2 separate regions of the Sus scrofa genome follow, and region 2 is linked to region 1. A link is a contact called in public promoter capture Hi-C data. All regions are on one chromosome and are shown on one strand. Each heading gives the region's core, a stretch centred on a gene start, on an enhancer-like site or on the middle of the called end of the contact. The rest is flanking DNA. Distances are from core to core; before and after follow the strand shown. Region 1 holds the start of UNC119 (protein unc-119 homolog A). Region 2 holds the start of DHRS13 (dehydrogenase/reductase SDR family member 13).

What was found. Promoter capture Hi-C pulls out the DNA fragments that hold promoters and counts their contacts.
Region 2: a contact with region 1 is called in a promoter capture Hi-C map of fetal liver, with 2.8 times the contacts expected there. The contact joins the promoter of DHRS13 here to the promoter of UNC119 in region 1. A contact is called at or near these places in 1 of 5 promoter capture datasets (fetal liver) and 1 of 2 datasets of contacts at active chromatin or transcription factors (alveolar macrophages).

What each region holds. Positions count from the first base shown.
Region 1 is chr12:44,805,209-44,811,299 of Sscrofa11.1, forward strand. UNC119 (protein unc-119 homolog A) reads right to left here and starts at 2,126. Exons shown (of 5, transcript XM_003131761.5): 1 at 1,814-2,126. The coding sequence starts at 2,033. PIGS (phosphatidylinositol glycan anchor biosynthesis class S) reads right to left here. Exons shown (of 12, transcript NM_001244339.1): 11 at 4,804-5,014; 12 at 3,123-4,204. The coding sequence ends at 3,929.
Region 2 is chr12:45,124,395-45,130,460 of Sscrofa11.1, forward strand. DHRS13 (dehydrogenase/reductase SDR family member 13) reads right to left here and starts at 3,090. Exons shown (of 5, transcript XM_021067495.1): 1 at 2,735-3,090; 2 at 2,521-2,639; 3 at 1,009-1,132; 4 at 505-816. The coding sequence starts at 2,861. LOC106507968 (a long non-coding RNA gene) reads left to right here and starts at 2,913. Exons shown (of 2, transcript XR_001304414.2): 1 at 2,913-2,998; 2 at 4,823-6,028. It overlaps PHF12 (PHD finger protein 12), which reads right to left. Exons shown (of 16, transcript XM_005656997.3): 16 at 5,470-6,066.

The DNA.
Region 1 (6,091 bases), core at 876-3,375:
TATGAATTTCTTCCCGATTCCGAGACAAATGTACATGGGCTGGAAGCCCCCATAGCTGCAAAATAACCTCTAAAGTTACCTAGGACCTGGACAAGTTAGACCCTCAGTAAAGAACTTCTGCCCCAGGAGTTCCCATTGTGGCATATTGGAGATGAATCTGACTAATATCCATGAGGATGCGGGCTCGATCCCTGGCCTCGCTCCGTGGGTTAAGGATCCAGCATGGCCATGAGCTGTGGTGCGTAGGTCGAAGACACGGCTCGGATCCTGCATTGCTGTGGCTCCAGCTCCGATTCGACCCCTAGCCTGGGAACTTCCATATGCTGTGGATGTGGCCATGAAAAGCAAAAAAAAAAAAAAAAAAAAAAAAAAGAAGTTCTGCCCCAGACTAACCTGAACCCTAAATGCTGCTGTTGCCAATGACAGTCCAACTGGCACCAACATCAGACTAGTCCAGGTACCTTCCCTCTACCAGCGCCGGCTCAGGCAAGGCAGCTCAGCGGCTCTGGGGGCCCAGCCAAGAATGGCTGCCTGGCTTAGCGAGGAGGAAGAGGCTGGTCCCCCAGGGACCCAGATGCACAAGCCTAGACCTGCTGTCAGGTCCCCTTCACAGCTCTGACTGGAAGCCCCGGGCTCTGCCGTTCCTGCAGCTCCAGAGCTAAGGTCCACTCCAGCATTTGCCCCCCACCCCCACCGAGAGGCCCCAAGAGCTACTGTCACAGAGGGAGCCAGGGTAGGGTTACTGATCAATGAGGTCGAGGTAGAAAGCCACTGCCTCTCCAAATGCTGTGTTCTTTGACGCTCAACCACTGCCTCTGCCATGAGACTTCCTGGTCCTTGTTGCCTGCCTCTGGTGACCCCCTCCCCTGCCCTGAATGCCCAGTTGTCTGCCTCTCAGCAGCAGCTATGAGCAGTCCTGTGGGGCCCTCAGTACTATTGATAAAAGAGCCCTATTTACAGGGCATGCACAACGCCAGGCACGGTGCAAAATCAGAGGATTTATTTTCACAATAGCTCTGTAAGGTAGGAGTTATTATCCCCATTTTACAGGTGAATATGTGCAGAGAGGTGAAGTTATGAGCCCAAGATCATACAGCCAATTACACGACAAAGCTGGAAGTTCAGCTTAGGCAGGTCGAGCTCAGAAACTCAGCCACAGTGGAGACTTGGCCTCCCAGAAGAGGTCAGGCCCTAGTCCAGGCTGCGTGGGGTGGCGCGGGGGGGGGGGGGGGCATTCATTAACCCACTCCCTTGAGAGAGCCCAGAGCCAACCCACTGAAGTTTCCTCTTCAGGTTCTTTCCGGGGTAGGAGGATGGCTTCAGACTTCCTGGGGTGTCCAGGGTGAGGGCATTAACGATCAGGGAGACAGGAGGGTTTTGATACCACCCAAGTAACTCTGCCTCCACCAAGCCTCCAGGGTGGAGACTGAGGACAGACTGCCCTTAGCCCCCCTCCTCGTTATTGCAGAGAAAATCTTCACAGGGTTCTGAGGACTGTGGGGAAGGGGTCACAGTAGCAGCTGCTGCCCACCTCCACCCTTGGAAAAGGGGGATAGACTCTTCAAAAAGGAAAGAGTCGGGTGGAAAGAAATCTCTACAGAAAGAAGGGGGCACAGAGAGATATCAAAGGAAGGAGGTACATGGAGATCTCAGGCCCAGAGGCAGAAGGATAGGGGACACCGGCCAGGGAGACCCGGGTGGGGGAGGGGAGGCAGGGGAGGGAGGGAAAGGGGGCGGGGGCCCGGGCTCCGCGCGCCTCGAGGGCCCTCTCTAGCTCCCGCCTGCCGGCGGCGTTCCCTCGCTTGGTGCTCACCGCCCGTGATCCGCTGCAGCCCCAGCACGTCCTCCGGCCCGATCGGCTGCTTCCTCTGCAGCGGCCCCGGCCTGGGCCCCGAGCCTGCCTCCGGCTCCGACTCGGACCCGGACCCGGATTCCGCCTGCGGCTCCAGCTTGGGCTCCACGCTTGGGCCCGAGGCCCCTGAAGCGGGCTCCGCCGCCGTCCCGGCCCCGCCGCCGCCCTTCTTCACCTTCATGGCCTCGCGGGGCCGCGGCTCGCCTGCTGCCGCCGCGGCTGCCTGCGCCGGCTGGAGCAAAGGGGGAGCGTCCGCAGCCCCGCCCCCGCCGGGGCCCCAGGTACCGCCCCGCCCCCGGGGTGGGCCCAGAACTGGCCCCGCCCACCGCCCGCCCACCTGAGCTACTCACGCGGGCAGGGTTGAGGCTCGCTCCCAGGTTCTCTCATTTTTGTTCCCACTTTTATCTGTAGGAATTTTAAGGCTACCTTCTCCTTACTCGCTGTACTCCAGCCGCTCCGCCCTTCTCTCCGCCCCTCAAAAGAGTTCCCGCCTCAGGGTCTTTGCCTGGGATGCTCTTCCCCCAGAAGGCCTCCTCTTGTCCTTCTAGTCTCAGCTCAAATACCTCTGCTCAGAGGCCCTCTCAGACTCACAATCTCAAGTACCAATACCAACCCCCAGTCACTATCTGATCAGCCTATTTTTTCTTTCTAAAGCATTATCTGAAATTAGTTTCGTTTGTTCACTCTTTCCCCCTTAAAGACCAATTACTTAAAAGCAGAGGTCCTATCCGTTCTCTAAAATACCACTCAGCACCTTGCATAATGCCCACTGCAGCCTGTGCTCAATACAGCTGGCCCTTGAACGACATGAGTTTGAAGTGTGTAGGGCCACTTATATGTGCACTTTTTTCCAATAAAAAATACTACACAATGGAAGGTTGGGTGAAACTGCAGATGCGAAACTGCTAATACCCAGGGCCAATGATAAATTATACTCTGATTCTGAATGCACCGGAAGGTGGGTGTCCCAACCCCTGCATTCTTAAAGGGTCAATTTTATTTTATTTTTGAATTTATGAATTAGTTAGTATCTGAGGGCTTACACCAGTAAAAGCTATTCTCTCCCAAACCCCCTGCTAGACAAGCCAGGACACACTGAGGGACAATAGCCTACAAGATTCTAGCCACCACAGGGCCCTCCAAGATAGGGAGGCAGGAAGGGCACATAGCCAGTAGAAGCAAAGTGGACCAGTGAGCCCAGGAGGACAGGCATCAGGAAATCATTACTTAAAACACAAATGAATGAAAGTTACACTCATACTTCATATAATTCCAATTCACATTCAACCAACGTTTATTGAGAGCCTAGAATATGCCAGACACTTTCACATGCTCATCCATTTAATACTCACAACCACCTTGTAAGGGAGGTATCAGTGCTATTTTTAAATGAAAAACTGAGGCTCAGGGAGGATTAAGTGGCCTACTCAAAGCTCCCCAGATGATAAGGGCAGAAGCAAGGGTTTGAATTCAGATGTGTTTGATCCCAAGTCCGGAATTTTCCCCACCGCACCATACTGCCTCTAGGTAAAGATAAAGGCAACCTCTGCCACACACAGCAATAGGCTGCACCCAACAGGTGTAGCCAGCCTGGAGCAAGGGGAGTAAGGGAGAAGGCCCCAGAGGTGACAGGAGCCCAGCCCTTTCCATGGGAGCAGTGCTAGGGCTCTCCCTGAGGGCCTGGAGGGCAGAGCCCTAGAATCCAACCCAGGGCTTTCCCCCAGTGCTCCCTCTCAGTGCAAGAGGACTGTGGGGAACAGGGCAGAGGCACAAGCTGCCCCTGCCCAGAGGGAGAGAGAAAAGGGCCCTCAAGTTCAAGACCGGTAAGGAGACACCAATGATGTGTCTTTTGAGGAGGGGGTTGGAGGGCTTGAAGAGTGGGAGAGCCCTGAGCCAGATGAATGGGAGGGAAAGGAGAGATGAAACCCTCTTGGAGTGTTAGACTTCAACCGTTGCAGGGGCGACAGAGCAGGCTGGAGACAAGTCATTCGTGGCAGGCCCCACTTATCTGCCTCTCAGCCTAACAGCTCCCATGCTGGCCAAAAAGGAAGGCTTCCTACTGAGATGCTGCCCTGCTCAGTCTATCTTCTCAGGCTTCTTCCAGGACTTGCGAGTCTCCAGGAAGATCTTGAACAGGGACAAAAGGATGGGCACAGCCATAGGCAGGAAGAGCGGGATGTAGATGGCAAACTTCTGGTCATCAGGGAAATAGAGGAGGTGGAGCAGCGAGGGATCAAAAAAGGCACGCTCTGAGGACGTCACAGCCTCCTGGCTGGCAGCAAAGGCAGAGGCCAGGTGTCCAGAGGCCAACTCCTCCGCTGCCTTCTGGACTGCAGCCACGGCCCTGTACACCTAGGAAGGGAGTAGGGGGTTACCAAAAAGTCCTAGGCAGCAGTTGGTGGGGAGGGCAGGGGAGGGCCTCACTGGGTCTTCCGTCTGCCTAGAGTTTGCCCAGGATATGCAGAGGCCAGTATAAAAAGGGTAAGGTGCGAGTTCCCGTCGCGGATCATCAGAAACAATCTGACTCGCATCCATGAGGATGCCAGTTCGATCCCTGGCCCTGCTCAGTGGGTTAAGGATCCGGCACTGCCGTGAGCTATGGTGCAGGTCACGGACACGGCTCGGATATGATGTTGCTGTGGCTGTGGCATAGGCCGGCAGTTACAGCTGATTCCGCCCCTGGCCTGGGAACTTCCACATGCCGTGGGTGTGGCCCTAAAATTAAAAAAAAAAAAAAGGGCAGGGTGTATTTTCTTACAGCCTGTTTAACTCCTTACACCCCATCTGGATTCCTACCAGGGAGTTGGCACTGCCCTCTAGAGGAAACCCCGGGCACTCAAGGATGGCATGCCCATACACTTCCTGAACCTCGATGGCTCTCTGGTTTCACCACACCCTGGTCCTGGTGGCTACTCGTCCTAGGTCACAGAATCCATCCCCTGCCTGCTTACCTCAGATGCCACATCGTCCTTGATGACAATATTGCTGATCTTGCCTAGAAGCTGGGCCAGAGAAGTCAGAGTGGTGGTGGCTGTGGCCAGGTTCTCCACGGACCGAGCCCAGAGCAGCCGGTCTAGCTCCCAGGTCATTATCCCTTCACTCTTAGGCCCTGAAAACAGGCATTTTGGAGGCACCTGGGGCTGAGCAATCCCAAAGAGCAACCTGTAGGAACAGCGAGCAAAGAAGGTCAAAGGGTCTGAGACTAGAAGGTGGAAAAAGACGGTTAAGATTCTGAGGATAGGAGTTCCCTCTGTGGCCCGTCTAGTGTCCATGAGGATGTGCGTTCAATCCCTGGTCCTGCTCAGTGGGTTAAGGATCCGGCACTGTCATGAGATGTGATGTAGGTTGCAGATGCAGCTGAAATCCTACATTGCTGTGGCTGTGGGTATAGGCTGGCAGCTGCAGCACTGATTCAACCCCTGGGAACTTCCATATGTTCTGGGTGCAGCCCTAAAAAAAAGACACACACAAAAAAAGGTACTAAGAATTTCAGTCTTACCCAGAGCCACAGGACAGGGGTTGCAGCACTGCCTTGGGGTCTTAGGGTCCATGGCTAAAATATTTAATTTCACCCCCTCCCGTCTATCTCTCTTTGGACAAATGAGGCCCCTGCACCTTAGTTAAGGGATGATCCAGGACCACCTGACAAGGCATACGTGCCACGCCTCTCTATTCCTACACCCATGGCAGACATTGCTAATCAATCAGAATCCTCTTTCCTGATGAGCCCAGGCACAGCCTTAGAATCCTCAATGTAGGGTGTCAGGAAACCACTATTAATGATCTGTTAGCCCAAGAATTAACAGCTATTTTTCTTTTCTTTTTTTTTGTTTCTTTTTTTTAGGGCTGCACCTGTAGCATATGGAAGTTCCTGGGCTAGGAGTCCAATCGGGAGCTACAGCTGCCCACCTACATCATAGCCACAGCAACAGAAACACTGGATTCAAGCTGCACCTGTGACCTACACTGCAGCTGGTGGCAATGCTGGATCCTTAACCCACTGAGCAAGGCCAGGGATCAAACCCGCATCCTCATGGACCCTAGTCGAGTTCGTTAACTGCTGAGCCACAACAGGAACTCCTTAGTCAGATTCTTGACCCGCTGAGCCACAACGGAAAATTCAACAGCTGTTTTCTTAAACATCCCTAATCACAGCCCAGGGACAGCTTATGTCGGCAACAAGCCCTTCTTAGGAGAAGGATGAAGCCATCAATCCTTGGAAGCCTTTCTTGGTTTCCT
Region 2 (6,066 bases), core at 1,840-4,339, 320 kb after region 1:
GAGCCACGTCTGCAACCTACACCATAGCTCACAGCAACGCCAGATCGTTAACCCACTGAGCAAGGGCAGGAACCGAACCCGCAACCTCATGGTTCCTAGTCAGATTCGTTAACCACTGCGCCACCACGGGAACTCCTCTTTGTTTTTTTCATTGCTACATCCCCTGCACTGAGATTAATGCCAGAAACATAGGTCCTCAATAAATGTTTCCTGAATGCATGAACCAACACCATCATTATCATGTTATAGTCCGTTCAGTCATATAGATGGCTCCTGGGGTGAGAACCTGGCCTTATTCATGGCCATACCCTACTCCGTAGTCAGCATCCAAGCCTGTGGTGTGAGAGGAAGAACTCAGCAATGAACAGGTCCCTCCTTGGACCAGGCTTCCTTCCTGCTCTGAGATTCTGTTGCTCAGTGAGAAGCTGGGGGAGTACCGGGTGGGGCAAGGATGAAAGAGGGGGAATCAAAACAAAGCAGAGCAGTTTGAGAGCCAGGTCTCACCTGGGTGGGCTGCATAGCAGGTGACGCCAGTGCCCTCAAGCTGAGTGGCAAGCTCCCTGGTAAACAGTACATTGGCCAGCTTACTATCTGCATATGCCCGCAGCTCCTGCCGCCAGCCTACCACTGGGCGGTCCAGGCGTGTGAAGTCGAGGCGGCCTCGCCGGTGAGCAGCCGAGGACACCACCACCACGCGGCTGGGGGCGCATGTCTTCAGCCGGGGCAGCAGCAGGTGTGTCAGCAGAAAGGGGCCGACGTGGTTCACTCGCAACAGCAGGTTAAAGGGCTCGCGGGTCCGGCCACAGGAACTGATCCCTGGGACAGTGGAACACGGCTAGGTGTGAGTAACTGCTCCAGAGGGACTCCCAGAGGCCTTGGTGTCTCCCATGTGAGATGTCGGTAGGGGGTATCCTTCCCACATGTCCATTGGGCCCGGAAAACCCTGGCTGGAGGGGTCAGCTGCCCCTGGCCACCCACTGCCCCCCTGCACGGCCTGCTGCCCCTCACCGGCATTGTGGATGAGGATGTCCAGCCGTGGCTCAGAGCTCAGGAAGGCAGTGGCAAAGGCCCTCACGGAGGCCAGACTGGCCAAGTCCAAGGCCATGAAGATGACCTCATTGTTCCCACTTTCCTGTGGAGTGGCAAGGGCTGGGCTGTCATATGCATCCCTCTCCCCAAGCGGCAAATTCTGAGAGTCCAACCGCTCCTACAACTAAGATCTGCCCCATGCATTAGAATGTAGTGGATATTGTGCGTGGACACTGGATGCGAATCTTTTTTTTTTACGGCTGCACCTGCAGCATATGGAAGTTCCCAGGCTAGGGGTCAAATTAGAGCTGCAGCTGCCGGCCTATGTTACAGCCACCGCAACATGGGGATCCCAGCCGTGTCTGCAACCTATGCCACAGCTCGCAGCAACGCTGGATCCCTGACCAACTGAGAGAGGCCAGGGATCGAAACTGCGTTTTCATGGATACTAGTCAGATTTGTTTCTGCCATGCCTCAACAGGAACTCCTTTCTTTTTTCTTTTTTTTTAATGGCCGCACTGGTGTCATATGGAAGTTCCCAAGCCAGGGATCGAATCCGAGCTGCAGCTGTTGCAACGCTGGATCTTTAAACCCGCTGCACCTCCCAGGGATCAAACCCACACCTCTGCAGCAACCTGAGCTGTTGCAGTAGGATACATAATCCACTGTGCCATAGCGGGAACTCCTGGATGCAAATCTTGACTTTTCCTTCTACTAGAGTGTGTCCTTGAGCAAGATACTTAATCTTTCTGAGCCTTAGTTTTCTGTAAAATGGAAATAATAATATAGTATTTACAGTTATTGTGAGGATTAAATGAGTTACTGTATTTAAAATCTTTAGAACAGTGCTTGGCACGCAGTCAGCACCGTATAGGCACGTGCTATTATTATTATCATACCCTCTGCCCATTATTGTTTACCCTAAAATCTACAACAGACTCCCTGCTGGCCTCCAGCCCACTCTTGTCTCCTCTAAACCAGGTACCACACAGCCACCAAGGGCTTCATTCCAATAGGCTATTCTGACCGTCCAGACCCCGCTGGGGACCCTCATTGGATCTTCACTGCCCATTCTAAAAAAATACGATTCCAGTAAGGTCTATAAGGGCCCTCAGAACCTGGACCTGGCTTATAGGGTTCAGCCCCTTCATTCTGCCCCTTTTCCTCATATTCTGTGCTCCGGCTTCCCTTTTAATCAGTTGCTTAAATCTGATCAATTACTTGCCTCAGGGCCTTTGCATATGCTGTTCCCTTTCTGACTGTCTTTCATTAATGTAACTCCTACCAATCCTTAAATGTCTTAGAACAGCAATTACAGGTGCCGCTTCGCTGTGTGACCAGAGCACTTCTGCAGCCCCACTTCGGCACTTGGTGGACTGAGCCGCATTCTCTTCTCAGAGGCTGGATTTCCGGGCGCTGCTCTATGCACCCCTGCGTTCTCCGTGTGCCTGTCCTCTCTTCACCGTCCCGCCCAGCGCTAACCTCCCTTACCTGGCGGAGGTCGAAGGCGGCCGCCTCGCCGCGCTCCCGGCTCCGGCAGGCCAGCACCACGCGCGCTCCCCGGCGCGCCAGCTCCAGCGCCGTCATCTTCCCGATGCCGCTATTGGCGCCTGCGGAGGGCGGAGGAGAGCCGAGCTGAGCCCGCGGGCCTCCGCCCGCGCCGTCCCGGCCTCCCCGCTCCCTTTCCCCGCCCGCTGGCGCTCACCCGTGACCACGGCCGTGCGGCCCCGCAGGCTGGCGATGCCGCGGCACGGCGGGGCCTTCACCAGGTTGTAGTAGACAAGCACGTAGGCGCCCAGCAGCAGCCCCACGCCCAGCAGCAGCGCCTCCATGCTGGCCGCGCCTCCGGGTTCCCGGCCAGGCCCGGAGCCGCCCTGGATCGCCGCCCGGGGGATGCCGGTTCGCCCCCCCTCGGGCCTGGAAGGCGCGAGGCACTCCTCCACCTCGCGGAGGCGGAGGCGGGTAGGAGGTAGGGCAGGGGTGTGTGTGCGTGCCCCGGGAGCGCCTCCTTGGCGTGCGTCTGCGTCCTCTTGGTGCGTGCTTGTACGAAAACCTAGGTGCATGCGTGTATTTGGGGCTGGGAGCGCCCTCTAGGTACGTACCTGCATCCCAAGTGAGGGTGTGAATGACTTTTTGGTGTGTAATGTGCCCCTGGGTCCTGGGATCGCCCTTTAAGTTGTGTGTGTGCCTCTCGATCCTCTGTGTGCCCAAGGGAGCACCTTGTAGGTGTGTATAGTTGTGGGTCTTGGGAGTGCCCTCTAGGTGTGTGTCTGTGTGAGCTCCTTTTATGTGACTGTGCCCATGTGAGCCTTGAGCCTCTCCAGGTATGTGCGTGTATAGGTAGTCTGTTGACCGTGTGCTTGAACGAACATCTCTTTCACATGCTGCCGTACTTTGGGTTGGGCTTTGCAGCTGAAGGCTCCTAAGAGGACTAACTGGGTGTGAGAGCCCTCTGGGTGTCAGTATGTAGCAGTAGCCCTTCCCATCTAGAGGGGAGTGGGTACATGAATGCTGTTTCTGAGGCGTCCAGTCCTGGATGCTTTGCCCTCTGTAAAAAGGTCTGTCAATTCCTTATCCTCAAATTCAGCCCTCAGCTTCTAGGATTCCTCTCAGAGACCAGAGAGATGATACAATGTGTTCAGGGTGGCATCACCAATTAAGGGCTGTCAGGATCCACTCATTCATTTGCTGTCTGTCTCCCTGCCTCTGCCCCCACCACCTCCCATTTCTGAAGGGAAGTGGGAAGAGAGTGTTAATAACATCTGTTATCTGACCTTCAGGAGGAAATTTGCCTCCAGAATGCTACTCAGAGGTGGTACAAATAGGTCAAGAAGCTCCATCACTGAATGGAAGAAGTGCATATGATGGCAAGGTGGGCGGGGAGAGCTAGGGAGCCCTGGGTAAGGATATCGCAGGCAAAGTGACTTGCCAGGAGAAAGGAGAAATCCAGTACGACTTAGCACGCGTTGTGTGGCCCATACAGCGTGCCCAGTGGTGCAGTTAGCCTTGGAAATATCAAGCAGATCAATGTGTTTCTGCCCAAAGGGAGTTCATTAGGGCAGGGGGAAGAGTCATGGAGACAAAGCTAGACAGACCTTGGATTCCAGGGGAAGTTTCCTATTTAGCTGCACTGTGGATTCAGGGTTCAAGTGTTGGTGCTGTGGGATGAAGGTAGGGTTGGAGTATTAATGAGGTAAATGGATGGACTGTCCACCCCCCAGGCAAAATCCTAATATACAAACAAGTACCAAGTACTCTTAACAGTGCATACACACTGAGGTGTTCCCTAAGGAGTAGGAGATGGTCCTCAGGAAAAATTTTTTCAGGGAGTTCCAGTGGGTGGCCCAGTGGGTTGAGGATCCAGAGTTGTCATTTCTGTGGTTTGGGTTTGATCTCTCCGGCCTGGGAACTTCTGCATGCTGCAGGCATGGCCAAAAGAAAAAAAAAAAAAAATTAAGGGTATACATCTTCTGATGCGGAACTGCCATTGTAAAGTTGTGATTGCATCACACTACTTATGGCACGGCTGGATCTAGAGACTGAATTTCTTTCTTTTTTTTTGGTTTTTTGGGCCACACTCACAGCATGTTGGAGGTTCCCGGGCTAGGGGTCGAATCAGAGCTACAGCTGCCAGCCTACACCAGAGCCACAGCAACGTCAGATTCGAGCCAAGTCTGCGAGCTATGCCACAGCTCATGGCAACGCCGGATCCTTAACCCACTGAGCGAGGCCAGGGATCAAACCTGCGTCCTCATGGATGCTAATCAGATTCGTTTCTGCTGAACCATGACAGGAACTCCAAGAGACTGAATTTCTTTTACTTCATGCTCTTCAAAGACATGTGAATCAACAAACTGCTCCACACTAGACTCTAAGCTTCAAGAGGCAGGGTCACATCTGCTCTATTGACTGCTCACCCCAAGTGACCCAGACCAAGACTCAAGTCCTGGAGGAGGATGAACTCGAGCGCCACTTGAATAAATTAATGAATTGCTCCACTCCCAGCCAGAGCTGAGGGGAAAAGGACAAAACAAGGTAGGACTTCTCCCAGAACAGATGGATGAAATCTGATAGCAAACTGGGACCAAAGGCAGCCCCAACTCCTTTGGTTAAAGCTTCTGGACCAGAATGCCAGGGTCCTGTGGCAGCTTCTGTCCTAATGTCTTGGTTTGGGAGCAGGGATCTGCACTCTTGGACTCTTGCAGAACCTGATGTCAAAAGACCGGAGCCCTCTGAACTCCCTCAAGTCGCCCACAAAGCCCCTTTGCGGATGCCCCCCAGCCTCCTCTCCCTCCCTCCCACTTCACTTTTCTCCAGCACCTCCCTCTCCTAACTTCCCATGGGGACAGAGTATCTGGGAATGAGACTTCCTCAATGAGGCCTCAGAGAAGGGCCCCTCTAAGGGTGATGACAGGTAGGACAGACAGGCAGAAAACATAATTTGAAGTATTTTTGTTTTTTTATATACAGAATACAGGAAAGTTTCTGTAAAGTCTAAAACATTACAATTACTATGTACATCAGTACTAGTTGTGGGGGGAGGGAGGAGAGGAGGGAGCCAGGGATGGGAGGAGCAGGAGAGAAGTGGCAAGAGAACAAAAAAAGGAGACAAAACAGGTTTACGACAAAAACGTTTTTGCTACAATAGACAATTTGAAGAAAACGCTCTACCACATGTAGTACTGTACACAGTTTTTAAAAACATTGAAAAAATGTCATCACTAGATGTATTTACACAAAATCCAAATACACTTTTCCTTATTTGAAATAAAATAGATGGACAGCCAGAAAAAGAATTCATTTCTCATTTGTCCATAATACACAGTAGCTACCTGTAGTGCAACTGCTGCAGAAAGGGAAAAGAACCCGGAGGGTGGGAACCATAGGAGGAGGGTGGGTAGCGATCTTTATTAAATAAAACAATGATATTGTATAGATTTTGCTGTATGAAAACTGTATTTTTTTCTTTTAATATAAAACTATTGTCACTGCCACAAAATAGAACAAGTTTCTGATTATTTTACAACGGCGGGCGAG